Regions from separate parts of the Oryctolagus cuniculus genome. Here region 1 is linked to region 2. Evidence: chromatin contacts called from public Micro-C data. All regions are on one chromosome and are shown on one strand. The core of a region is the stretch at or near the end of the contact, and the rest is flanking DNA. Distances in the headings are between cores, read along the strand shown.

Region 1 (6,264 bases), core at 1,148-3,647, 220 kb before region 2:
TTCCAAACTACAAAGACCCAAGATTTCTATCTTAAAAGATAAACAGGAGGGACCAGGTTGTGGCACAGGTGGTAAAGCCGCTGCTTGAAGTGCGGACATCACAGTCCCAGCTGCTCCACTTCCAATCCAGCTCTCTGCTATGGCCTGGGAACGCAACAGAAAATGATCCAAGTCCTTGCGCCCCTCTACCCATGTGGGAGACCTGCATCTTTACAAAGACATTCAATTTTGCACATAATTCTATGGAATTCACAGACCATAACAGCTATACCTGAATCAGTCAGGGATCTATTGATCTCAAGCTTAATAACCACTGATGACAAATTAAGAAAAGGCTAAGGAAAACTATCCGCATAAAATGAAGTAGAAGATTCAGCAAAGAGAAGTCAGAGAAGTCTGAAAGGTAAGAAGAAAACCTGCAAAGATGACATAAGGAAGGAGCTGGACCTGTGGCATGGGAGATAAAGCTGCAGCATCCCATACAGGCACTAGGTACCAGTCTGAATCCGGCTGCTCCATTTCTGATCCAGTTCCTTGTTAATGTGCTTGGGAAAGCAGCAGAGGATGGCCCAAGTACTTGAGAATAAAGTCAATGGCTCTTTTCATTGGTCTACACCTCGACATGGGGAACCAGAGAAGCTCCTGGCTCCTGGTTTCGGAGCAGCCCAGTTCTAGCAATTGTGGCCATTTGATGAAAGATCTCTCTATGGCAGGCACTGTGGCACAGGTTAAGCCTCTGCCTGTGGAGCCAGCATCCCATATGAGCGTCAATTCTAGTCCCGAATGCTCCTCTTCTGATCCAGCTCTCTGCTGTGGCCTGGGAAAGCAGTGGAGGATGACCCAAGTGCTTGTGCTCCTGCACCCACATGGGAGACCCAGAAGAAACTCCTGCTCCTGGCTTCAGATTGGCACAGCTCCAGCCATTGCAGCCATTTGGGGAGTGAACCAGCGGATGAAAGACCCCTCTCTGTCTCTCCCTCTCACTGTCTATAACTCTACCTCTCAAACAAATACATAAAATATTTGAAAAAAAAAAAAAAAAGAGATATCTTTCGCTTTGTGTAACTCTGCCTTTCAAATAAATAAATAAAGTTTTAAGAAAGAAACAAACTAGCCAAGGGAAGAATTTTTCAGAAGGACTGAGCTAAAATAGCAAAGGCAGTACAGATGTATAAAGCACACATACCAGAGTCAGCCTTAGGTCTCCCTAGAGACCTTAGGGGAGCAGTAGGGTGTGCAAACCAAATTGAGGTTGTTTAAAGTACTTAAGACGGGAGGAAGGGAGAGTAAGCATGGACAACTAAAATTCTCTCAAACGTATACACCCAGCATTGTACTCTTTTCCATGTCTTGCACAAATACCATATTCTCAAAAAACTTGCTTATACTGTTCTTACAACTCTAAATTCTCTTTCCACCTACAAACTCCTAATAAAAGTATGTTACAAACATCAAGAGCTTTCAATAGGCCTAATATATAAATCATACATTCTATATTTTTTACAGAGCCTACTGCATACATCTTTTATGAACAATAAGTTTTCCTATCACAAAAATCACAATATTCTTTGAATTAACCAACTCATGATGCTACTCAGGATGGAGAAAGAAGACTGTCAGAAATGTTCCAGAGTTAATCAGTTCTTTTTCCCTTCAGAAAAGGAATTATTAGTAGGGAGTAAGAAGGAAATGTGTTCTATGTATAACTGTAGTTTCAGGGCTAGAGGGTCAGAGATTAAACAAAAAGTGGAAAAAGTATAAACCTGGTTTGGAGGAAAAAATAAAATGTAAAGTGGCACGACAGAGAATGCTCACGCACCTGCACCTTCTACACATCTTTACTGCAGAGCTGTAAGCTTTACACCTCAGTCAGTACAAGGCCTCACAAGCCTCTGTATTTCATGGCTCCAAAGAAGCTTCAGCAGCCACCTAGCCAGCTCCCCGCGCTGCCAGCAACCCCAAGAGAAGTGTCACAGCCCCAGTACCTGCTCCCTCCCGCCTCAGAAACGGAAGCTGCCCCGGGGGCTGGACTGGCGCCGAAGTAACTCGCTCAGTCTACTGCTGAGCCGACGCGGTGGGGAACGCCACTGAGTTCGTGTCTGGGCCAAGGAAGGGGTCAGCCTCAACCTCCACCTCAGCTTGGCCCGTCAAGAGAGCGCTGCTCCGGTACCGGAGAGAAACCGGACAGCCCAACTCTCCGAGGGCAGCGGGTGTTCCCGAATACCTGCCGCGGACTTTTCACGTTTCTGCTCCCGCCCCGCCCGAAGTTACCTTCCCAAGTGACATCGTAAAGCTCTGAGATCTTCGCCATCTTCCCAAAACCCAGAGGCAGCGGGGTGAGAGGGCGGGGAGACGCCGTCACGTAACCCGCGACCGGGAGGTGGCGGATTACGAAACCACTTCTAATTGGTCCAGAGGACGGAGGGGGCGGTACCCGCCGCGCACGTGTGCGCCGCTCTGTGGTGGGGGCGTAAGGAGTAAGGGGCGGAGCTTGCCCGGCGTTTCGCGGCGCACCCGGAGCCTGAGGATTCCCGGGCGTTGGTGAGGTGTTTTCTGTTTAGCGTGTATTTTAACAAATGCTGTGTTTTTTTTTTAATGTCTTTCACCTCCGGTTTTTCATTTTTCCCTACATCTGTGTATTCCTTCTCTTCATACTCTCCAGTGAGTACTTTGTTGCCCGCATGGCCTGCCGCTACTCAGCCTTCAGCCCCGAACACCAGATTCCCACCTTCCCTAAAGGGATTCTCTGACCCTTTCCTTTTTAATGTCCTACAAAATTGGTAAATTCCAAGATTCTCACTAAGTCTTTTGAAGGAACTGAGTTGGAATCTGCCTTTAGCCTTCATGTTCCTGTGGCCTGGACTTGTTAATAGTCACGTAAACACCCTCCCGCCAGCTTACAGCCTTAGTTAACACTCCTCATGCGTGTTTCTAATTACTCGATCCCTGTCTGTCTCCAACTCCGGATTTGAAACTCTGTAAGCCTTGCCAGTGTGTCAGTGGTCATTAGTAATGAGTGAATGTCCGAATGACACTCTGACTCTCCCACGCTTGGCTTCTCTTTATTCCTTCAGAAGGAACCTCCTTCCCCACCCTTTCTCACCACCTTAGTTGCTTTCAGGAACCTTTGGACCTAGTCCTGTCGCGCTAGGGAGAAATGTATGGGCTGCAAGCAAAAAAAAAAAAAAAAATGATTTTTGTTTTAATTTTGCAAGCCAAAACACATGAATTTACTCCTGGAAGCAATGTAAATATGAAATTAGAGAGGAAAGGTACATCAAGTGAGTAAAGAAGGCTAAAAATACGTGTTAAACAGAAAAACAGTGCTCCGGATACCTGCATTATGCCACAGAATGCTTGGGTTCAAGTCTCAGCTTCACTCCCTGATCCAGCCTGCTGCACCTTGGGAGGCAGCAGTTGATGGCCAATGTGGCTGGCATTTTGCCACCTACGTGGGAGACTGGGATTGATTTCCAGGTGTCCAGGCTTTAGACTAGCGCAGTCTGGGCTATTGGAGGTATTTGGGGAGTTAGCCAGTAGATGGGAGACTCCTGCCTCTCTGCCTTTCAAATAAACAAATAAATAACTAGGTTTTTTGTTGTTGTTGTTTTGTTTTTTAAATTTTTTTGAAGGAATACAAATTTTGTAAGAACAACTTTAGGCATATAGTTATTCTTCCCAACATACCCACCCTCCCATTGACACTCCTACCCCTGCTCCTCCCTCTCTTCCCAGTCCCGTTCTCCTGTGTCCCATTCATTTTCAGTTAACTTTGTATGGAGACCAACTCTATACTAAGAGTTCAACAATTTACGCACACACACACACACACACACACACACAAACAGAACTATGTTACAGTTAATGCTCATAATATAACTCATTGAGGACAGAGGTCCTGCATGGGGAGTTAGTGCACAGTGACTCCTGTTGTTAATTTATAATTAACACTCTTATGTATGACATCAGTGACCACCCAAGGATCTTCTCTTGAGCTGCCCAAGCTATTGAAGCCTTCAGTATTTAGAATAGGCCATTAGCAAAATGGAAGTGCTGTCTTCCCTTTAGAGAAAAGAACATCCTTCTTTGATGGCCACTTCTTTCCACTGGGATCTCACTCACATGTAGAACATTTTTTGCCACAGTGTCTTGGCTTTCCATGCCTGAAATACTCTCACGGGCTTCTCATCCAGACCAGGAAGTTTTAAGCGCTGTTTCTGAGGTCAGAGGGTTACTTAAAGGGTTTGTCAATTGTGAGTTTGCTCTGTGGACTGCTTCCCATTTTGGAACAGTCCTTTTTAATTCTATGTATTATTACTAGACACTTGATCCTACTTATATGATCACTTTGACACTTAATTCTATCTATATGTTCACTTTAACACTTAATATGATCACTGTAGCACTTAAGATGGCATGTTTACCACCCAGCGTAATGGAATTTGGCATCCCATGGCAAGTTTTTTACTGTACACTTAGGAGTAAGTCCGTAGGAATGCATGCAGAACTATACGGCTTTACAAACTTCCTCCTCCCTCCCTTATTCCCACTCTTATTTTTTACTGAGATACATCCTAAATTGACTCTGTACACATATGATTAACTCAGTGTTAAATAAAGAGTTCAACAAATAATACGAAGAAAAGCAAAAAACAATAAAGCAAAACTGTCCCTCAAAAGTGAAGACAAAGGCAGCTCAAGTCATCATTTCTCTAAGTGTCAATTTCACATCTAGTAATTTCATTTTAGGTGCTCTATTAGTTCTCACAGATCAGGGGAAAATATGGTGTTCATACCTTTGGAACTGGCTTATTTCACTAATATGATATTTTCCAGTTTCATCCATTTTGTTGCAAATGACCAGATTTCATTTTTTTAAACTACTATGTAGTATTCCATAGTGTACGTTTCCCATAATTTCTTTATGCAGTCTTCATCTGCTTCCATGTCTTAGATAATGTGAATTGAGCTACAATAAATATGGGCATGCAGGTAACTCTTTTATTTACTGATTACATTTCTCTTGGATAAATTCCCAGGAGTGGGGTGGCTAGGTCATATGGTACATCTATATTCAGATTTTTGAGGTATCTCCATACTGTCTTCCATAGTGACTTTACCAGTTTACATTCCCACCAACAGTGGATTAAGGTGCCTTTTTCTCCACATGCTAGCCAGCATTTATATTGTTGTTTTCTGTATGATAGCCATTCTAACTGGGGTGAGATGAAACCTCATTGTTGTTTTGATTTGCATTTCCTGTCAGGTAGTGATGCTGAACATTTTTTCTTTTTTTATATAGAAAGCTTTTATTTAATAAATATAAATTTCATCAGTACAACTTTTGGATTATAGTGTGCTTCCCCCCATACTCGCCCTCCCACCACCAAACTATCCCACCTCCTATGCCCTCTCCCATCCCATTCTTCATTAAGATTCATTTTTAATTATCTTCATATACAGAAGATCACTTGGTTACTCCTCCACCTGTGGCGCCAGCATACCATATGGGCACTGGGTTCTAGTCCCAGTTGCTCCTCTTCCAGTCCAGCTCTCTACTGTAGCCCCGGAAGGCAGTGGAGGATGGCCCAAGTGCTTGGGCCCCTTCATCCACATGGGAGACCGAAAGGAAGCACCTGGCTCCTAGCTTCGGATCGGCGCAGTGCCGGCCGTGGCAGCCATTTGGGGAGTGAACCAATGGAAGGAAGACATTTCTCTCTGTCTCTCTCTCACTGTCTATAACTCTCCCTGTCAAATTAAAAAAAAATACAGTTGTAACATACTAATAAGAGTCATGATCGGCCGGCGCCGCGGCTCACTAGGCTAATCCTCTGCCTTGCGGTGCTGGCACACCGGGTTCTAGTCCCGGTCAGGGCGCCGGATTCTGTCCCGGTTGCCCCTCTTCCAGGCCAGCTCTCTGCTGTGGCCAGGGAGTGCAGTGGAGGATGGCCCAAGTGCTTGGGCCCTGCACCCCATGGGAGACCAGGAAAAGCACCTGGCTCCTGCCATCGGATCAGCGCGGTGCACCGGCCGCGGCGGCCATTGCAGAGTGAACCAACGGCAAAGGAAGACCTTTCTCTCTGTCTCTCTCTCTCACTGTCCACTCTGCCTGTCCAAAAAAAAAAAAAAAAGAGTCATGATCTATAGTTTAAAAAAGACCCATGAAGATTGTGTTTCTCAGTTTGAGGCCCTGAAGTGAAATGATTTGCCCAAATTTTAGCCACTAATTAGTAACAGAATGAGTGATTCATACGGAGATCAGTT
Region 2 (6,479 bases), core at 904-3,403:
GATGAAATATAAGCAGAACATGAAGGGAATGGAGAAAGAGCCATCATGCAAAGAACTGAGGGAAGAACATTCAGGTACAGTACACAGCAAATAAAAGAGGCCAATCTGGAAACTGAGGAGGAGTAGCTGAAGAACTGAAGGAAAATATATATGGCTGGGTCACAGTGATGAAGCAGAGATGTGGGAGATCAGGAGAGAGGTTATGGGTCCAGATGATCTACAGCTTTTAAGGCCATTATAACATTTATGAGTGAGACAGCAAGGTTTAGAGGGTTTTGAACATAATTTGACTTACAAAAGTCACTCTGGCTGCTGTGTGAAGAATAAAGCATGGGAGGAAAAGAAGGGAAGCAAAGTGATAAATAAGGAGGCTCTTTCAAAATTCAAAGCTAGATGATGGTGGTTTAGATGCAAGGTGTAACTTGGGAGGTGGCAGGAACTGACTGGATCGGGATAAGCCTTTCAGGCTAGAATCAAAGAGTTTGTTGATGGATTCGTTGTAGCGTATAAGAGAGAGATAAAAGTTAAGGATGACTCCAAGATTTTGCTTCGGAGCAACTGGATGGATGGAGTTGCCATTGACTGAGAGAAGAGCACAGAGAGCTCAGATGGAGGATATTTTGTTGGGCTACATGAGTGAGTCTGGTTGGGGCCATGTTGAGATGTTGGGTATGTGTGAATCTAGGATTAACAGTTGACACTGGGGCTATAATTTGGGAGTTGTCAATGTGTAAATTACATAAAGTCATTACATTGGCTATTATCACTTAAGGAAAAGGTTCAGGACCCCTGGGGCTATGCAAAAGGAAAAGGCTTGAAAGATGAAAAGAAGTTAACAACTGGCATTTCTTCTCAACTTTTTTTTTTTTTTAAAGATTTTATTTATTTGAGAGGTAGAGTTACAGACAGTGAGAAGGACAGACAGACAGAAAGGTCTTCAGTCCGCTGGTTCACTCCCCAGTGGCCACAAAGGCAGTAGCTGCGCTGGTCTGAAGCCAGAAGCCAGGAGCTTCCTCCCATCTCCCACACAGGTACAGAGGCCCAAAGACTTGGGCCATCTTCTACTGCTTTCCTAGGCCATAGCAGAGAGCTGGATTGGAAGAAGAGCAGACGTGACTAAAACCGGCGCCCATAAGGGATGCCCGCGCCACAGGCGGAGGATTAACCTACTGCGCCACAGCGCCTGCCTCTCTTAACTTCTTTAACCTCACTCTTCAATCACATGACATAACAGTTTCTGAAACACACCAAATTCTTTCCTGTCTCAAGGATTTAGTCTTTTCTCTAGGCTCTAATTTTAGTCACCTTTCTCTTACTCAGCTAAATTGTTACCTTATCTCAATTTTCTTTGACCACCTTAATTGCCACTGATTTTTCTCTGGCAATCCTGATTTGGAGTTTCTTTCACTCTAATTAAATGGGCCCAACCCAATCACCTCTGCCAAGTTACAGTTCTTACTACATTATGCAATTATTTCACTTGTTTTCTGTCTAGAGCCACTACCCTCACCCCCACCCCCACCCCACCCCACTTAAAATTTTTTTTTAATGCTAGAGAGAGAATATGCATTCCTACCGTGGGTTCACTCCCCCACTGTCTGGGATGGCCAGGCTGGACCAAGTGGAATTCGGGAGAGAAGAACTTAACCCTGGTCTCCCTCTGAGCAGAGCCAGGATCGCTGCCTCCCAACCTACGCCCCAGAAGGAAGCTGGAGTGAGGAGCCAGGCTGGGTGTGGAACCCTGGGGCTCCCATGCAGAACACAAATCTTGGCCGGCGCCTTACCCACGAAGCTAAAACCGCCCACCCTCCCACCTTAATTTCACAACTTTACAAAACCATTACTCGATGCTGAAAGAAAGCTCAGATATTCCTCCCTGTACGAAACTTCCCGAAGAGCGAAACCCTCATTGTCTTGGCCTTTGTCGCATTCCGAACGGAACTGACATTGCCCTGGCAATCATTTCTGAGCTTTCAGTGATTATTAACGGAATCGCCTGCAGACCACGGACTGCTAACTTGCAAGACATCAGCCGCGGTACTCCGCGGCTAGCGCCGTAGCAGTACACGCCCAGGGCGGCAGAAGGTGCCTTGTGCGCATGCGTGGTTGTTCTCTGCGCGCGCTAGGCGGAACCGGCTCCACTCCCTGGGCCGGTTTAACCAACGCACATGCGCAGTCGGTGTCTGTGCATTGTCGGTGCTGTCAATAAAGTTTTAGTGAACACAGACTCCCTTTTTCTTTGGCAAGATGGCGGAGTACGACTTGACTACTCGGATCGCGCACTTTTTGGACCGGCATCTGGTCTTTCCGCTGCTTGAGTTCCTCTCCGTAAAGGAGGTGAGGGGGATTGGGGCGCGAGGAAGGTGTGGGAGCGGGTAGGGGGCCGGGCAAGGCCGAGAGGCGATGGCTGCAGCCCTCGGCCTGACACACGTGCGAGGCGGCCGCCGAATGCGGTCCCGGCCCCGGCCCCGGCCGTCAGGACCTACCGGGGGGTTACCGTCGTCCCCGCAGGTCCGCAGGGCTGAATTCGGCGGTGGGGAGGAGCGGGGAGCCCCTGCTTCACGTGTTGAGTTGCCGGGGCCGCAGAGGCTTCGGCGTCAGTTCCTCTCGGAAGTGGGGGACTGGCTCAGCTGGAGTGAAGCTGTCGCTCTGCTTCCCTTGGGCACCTCGGAGTTAGAGCTTTTGATCGCTCTTGTGAGACCTGGGAAGCCTGGGCTTGGATTTGGGGCTTTGTATGCCAGGACACTTGAAATGATTTTCTTAGACTTAACATCTCTAGCAGCTTTAATTTCTTTGAAATGAGTTTTTTTTTTCCCCTGCAGTTAAATAAGTAGCTACTTCCTGGAAGTGTAGCATATTTGGGCCAATGGGGACGCGGACCGGAAAAAAAAAAAAAAAAAAAAACGCTGTCCACAAACGAACTCAACATTTGTTTTCCACTGTGTAGATGTACAGGCTTCCAAGTACAAGTGATTGTATTGGTCATTAAAACTCGGTTAGATGTTCAAGATGTTTAAATAAGTCTGTCCTTCTGCAACTCCATTTTAAAACATCTCAGGCCTAAATGTTTGAACTTTAAAGAAGGAGAGGAGCTAAATTTTATTGGGTTTAGTTATACCTAGCTTATTGGAAAATTGATGTTGGTCATTGGAATAAAGTAATATTACTATGATGAAGGAATTAGAAATTTTGTCCAGAAAAATAAATGAATTCTGTTTCTGGAAGCTCTAGATCTGCGGAATGCATTTGGTGTGTCCCAACAGCAATTAAAAATATTTTTTAAAATTCCTACAAATATATGTTAACTTTTTCTGATAGTTTTTCCAAGTGTCCATGTAGTTTTGGTTAATTTGTACAGAGAAAATCCTTGAGTTCATAAGAGCCCGAATGCCTATAGACAACTTTGATGGTAGGAAACAGCAAGTTCATTTTCAGTAATTGTCTAGTGGCCACATAAAGTCTTTCCTTGAAAGGACAACATTTTTGCTTGACTTTTCATGTTATTGCTGTATTTCAGAGTTTGAGTACAGTGGCCTAACCCACCTTCTGCTTCCTTTTGTGGATAACTCACACCAGTAATGAAGGAAGAGGAAAATGGCACGTTTTGAACTCTTTTACCAACTATTAAAGGCAGAAATGCTCTTAGCTAGCCTGAAGTTAATATGTTTGTATTCTGTAAACTTGTTTTTTAAGGCAGGCAAGAGAAACCTAAACTAGTTTTTTTTAAAGCTTTTATTTAATGAATGCATTTTTCATAGGTGCAACTTTAAGAATATAGTGCTTTTTTCCCCCATACCCACCCTCTCATCCTACCTCCTATGCCCTCTCCCATCCCCTTCTTCATTATGGTTCATTTTTAGTTTAATTTTATATACAGAGAACCAACTCTATGTTAAGTACAGATTTCAACAGTTTGTAGCCCCCCTCCCACACACAAGATATAGAGTACAATTTGAGAACAACTTTTACAGTTAATTCTCATAGTACAACTCATTAAGGACGGAGGTCCTACATGGGGAGTAAGTGCACAGTGACTTCTGGTAAACTGGTTTTTTCATAGCTCAAGACTAATGCTATGAATGGCAGCTCAGGATCCTTGGAAGATGGATGTAATACACCAAGAGGAAGACAGATGCCAAAGTTATTTAGTTAGCATTCACTAAATCTAGGGCCATGGAATTGTGAGAAATCCAAGGAGGAAAAAAAAAAAACAAAAACAGATACCTCACCACTAAAATACTTACATATTTTTTAGAGTTGAATGTCTAATAGAAGACAAAAAGTAGTGAGAAAAGTACTGGCAGAGTTATCAGAATTGAGAATCTGTTACATCATCATTGAACAAAATGGGCTTTGTGGAGGAATGGCTGTAAGTTGAATCTTGCTAGAAGGTTAGGATGCTATCAGTGGTTGTGATACAAGAAGATACTGGAGTAAGAAAAATAGCTCGAGTGCAGGCATTTGGCATGGTGGTTATAACGGATGTTGCTTGGGTTGTCCATATTCCGTATCAGTGCCTGGGATCCAGTCCCAGCTCTGATGATGATTCCAGCTTCTGTTTCTATCTTTGTGTGTTTCCCTGCCTTGTCAATTAATAAACATAAATGACTTTTTAAACTTTTAAACAACCAGTTTGATATATTCGTAGTGTGTTGGAGAGTGTAAGCTTCATGAGGGTAGGAACTTTGGTCTCTGCTGTGTTCTGAGGATCAAAAGGGGGAGTAAAAATGGAAAATGTAGATAGGATGCTGAAGCCTTTAGTAGCAGTGATGGAAGGGGTGATTATAAGTTGGAATCCTGGGAGATGAAGTACTGGATAAAGTTGTTTTTAAAAATCTTTCGTATGAATGTTGGGTATGTGGAAAATGACAGTAGAGGTAGAGATGACAGAAAAAAGATCAGATCGCTATAGAAAGAAAGGTCTTCCTTCCGTTGGTTCACCCCCCAAATGGCCGCCACGGCCGGCTGGCTGTGCCAATTCGAAGCCAGGAGCCAGGTGCTTCCTCCTGGTCTCCCATGCGGGTGCAGGGCCCAAGCACTTGGGCCATCCTCCACTGCCTTCCCAGGCCACAACAGAGAGCTGGACTGGAAGAGGAGCAACCAGGACTAGAACCCAGAGCCCATATGGGATGCTGGCACTGCAGGTGGCGGCTTAACCCGCTACACCACAGCACCAGCCCTATGAAGTTTTTTCAACGTGAACAATGAACCTGTGTGACGGCCACCTGGATCAATGTATAGAACATGACAAATCTCCTAAACCTTTCTTCTGACACACTGTAGTCAGTACACACTGTTTCATTTGCTGTTTTTTCCACTCACCCTTGTTTGTGAGAGTCAGCTAAGTTTTTTACCACAGCCATAATTCATTGATTTTTATTCCAATGATGAATATTAATCCATTTTTTGAGTGTGCTACACTTTATCCATCCCAACACCGATGGACTTGGCTACTAGGTAGTGCTGTTGTGAACATTTTCAGAACTGAACTTTGAATATATATGTACATACTTCTTTGGGGTACCAAGGAGCAGAATTGCAGGATCAAAAAGTAGGTTTGCCTTTAGGAGATAACAGTTTCCCAAGATAGTTGTACAGTTGCCAGTCGGATATGAATATATCCAATTGGTCTTCATCCACACAAACACTGGTATTATCAGTTTTTAATTTTTCATTGGGTTTTTAATAATTTCAGTTTTTTTGACAGGCAGTGATAGAGTCAGAGAGATAGAGATATATCTTCCATCTGCTGGTTCCCTCTGCAAATGATTGCAACCACCAGGTCCTGCGCCAGACTGAAGCCGGAAACTCCATCCCATTCTCCGCCCTGGGTGGCAGGGACACAAGTATTTGGGCCACTTTCCTGTGCTTTCTCAGCCACATTATCGGGGAGCTGAATCGGAAGCAGAGCTGCCAGGACTCAAAACTGGCTGTCCATGGGATGCCAGGATTGGCAGCAGCTGTGGAACCTACTGCACCACTGCAGCGACCCTTTAATATGTATTTCTCTGTTGATCCGTGAAGCTGAGAACCTTTTCATGTTTCCTGACCATGTAGTTAACTTCTAATGAAGTGCCTTTCAACTGAACTGTCTGCCTTTTCTTACTGTTTTGTAGAACTTCTGTATATGCAAGTACTTAAAAATGTATATGGAAAAATGACATTTAAAAAGTTTATTTTGATGCAGAAGATTTGAAATCTGTGCAGTTTTTTTTTTCAATAATATGCATTTTTCCATGAACTTTTTGAAGACCACCTTTGGAAGGTTCAGTTTTAATTTCATAGCTATATTGTGGCATCTTCCTGGGTTTTATCTCTTCCTGGCAAAATTAAATTCAGCGCAGAAATTCTTTCTTTTGCTGAATCATCTCCCCCTGAATATTGTGAAAAATCCTCATATATTGCTCAATATACTTAATGTTTATGTAAGTTTGTGTCTATATCACTTTGGCCCCTTTGCTGTGGCTTAAATGTTTCTT

The links. Hi-C and Micro-C count contacts between places; a contact is called where the count stands out from the background.
Region 1: a contact with region 2 is called in a Micro-C map of ear pinna, with 4 times the contacts expected there. The contact joins the promoter of EMC2 here to the promoter of EIF3E in region 2. A contact is called at or near these places in 2 of 6 Hi-C or Micro-C datasets (ear pinna and an unstated tissue).

Annotation. Positions count from the first base shown.
Region 1 is chr6:133,677,180-133,683,443 of mOryCun1.1, reverse strand. EMC2 (ER membrane protein complex subunit 2) reads right to left here and starts at 2,397. Exons shown (of 11, transcript XM_002710733.5): 1 at 2,272-2,397. The coding sequence starts at 2,311. LOC103348112 (a long non-coding RNA gene) reads left to right here and starts at 2,443. Exons shown (of 7, transcript XR_011389296.1): 1 at 2,443-2,541.
Region 2 is chr6:133,457,351-133,463,829 of mOryCun1.1, reverse strand. It overlaps EIF3E (eukaryotic translation initiation factor 3 subunit E), which reads left to right and starts at 2,153. Exons shown (of 13, transcript XM_002710732.5): 1 at 2,153-2,337. The coding sequence starts at 2,248. LOC127490751 (a long non-coding RNA gene) reads right to left here and starts at 2,098. Exons shown (of 3, transcript XR_007919142.2): 1 at 1,845-2,098; 2 at 1,577-1,691; 3 at 858-1,090.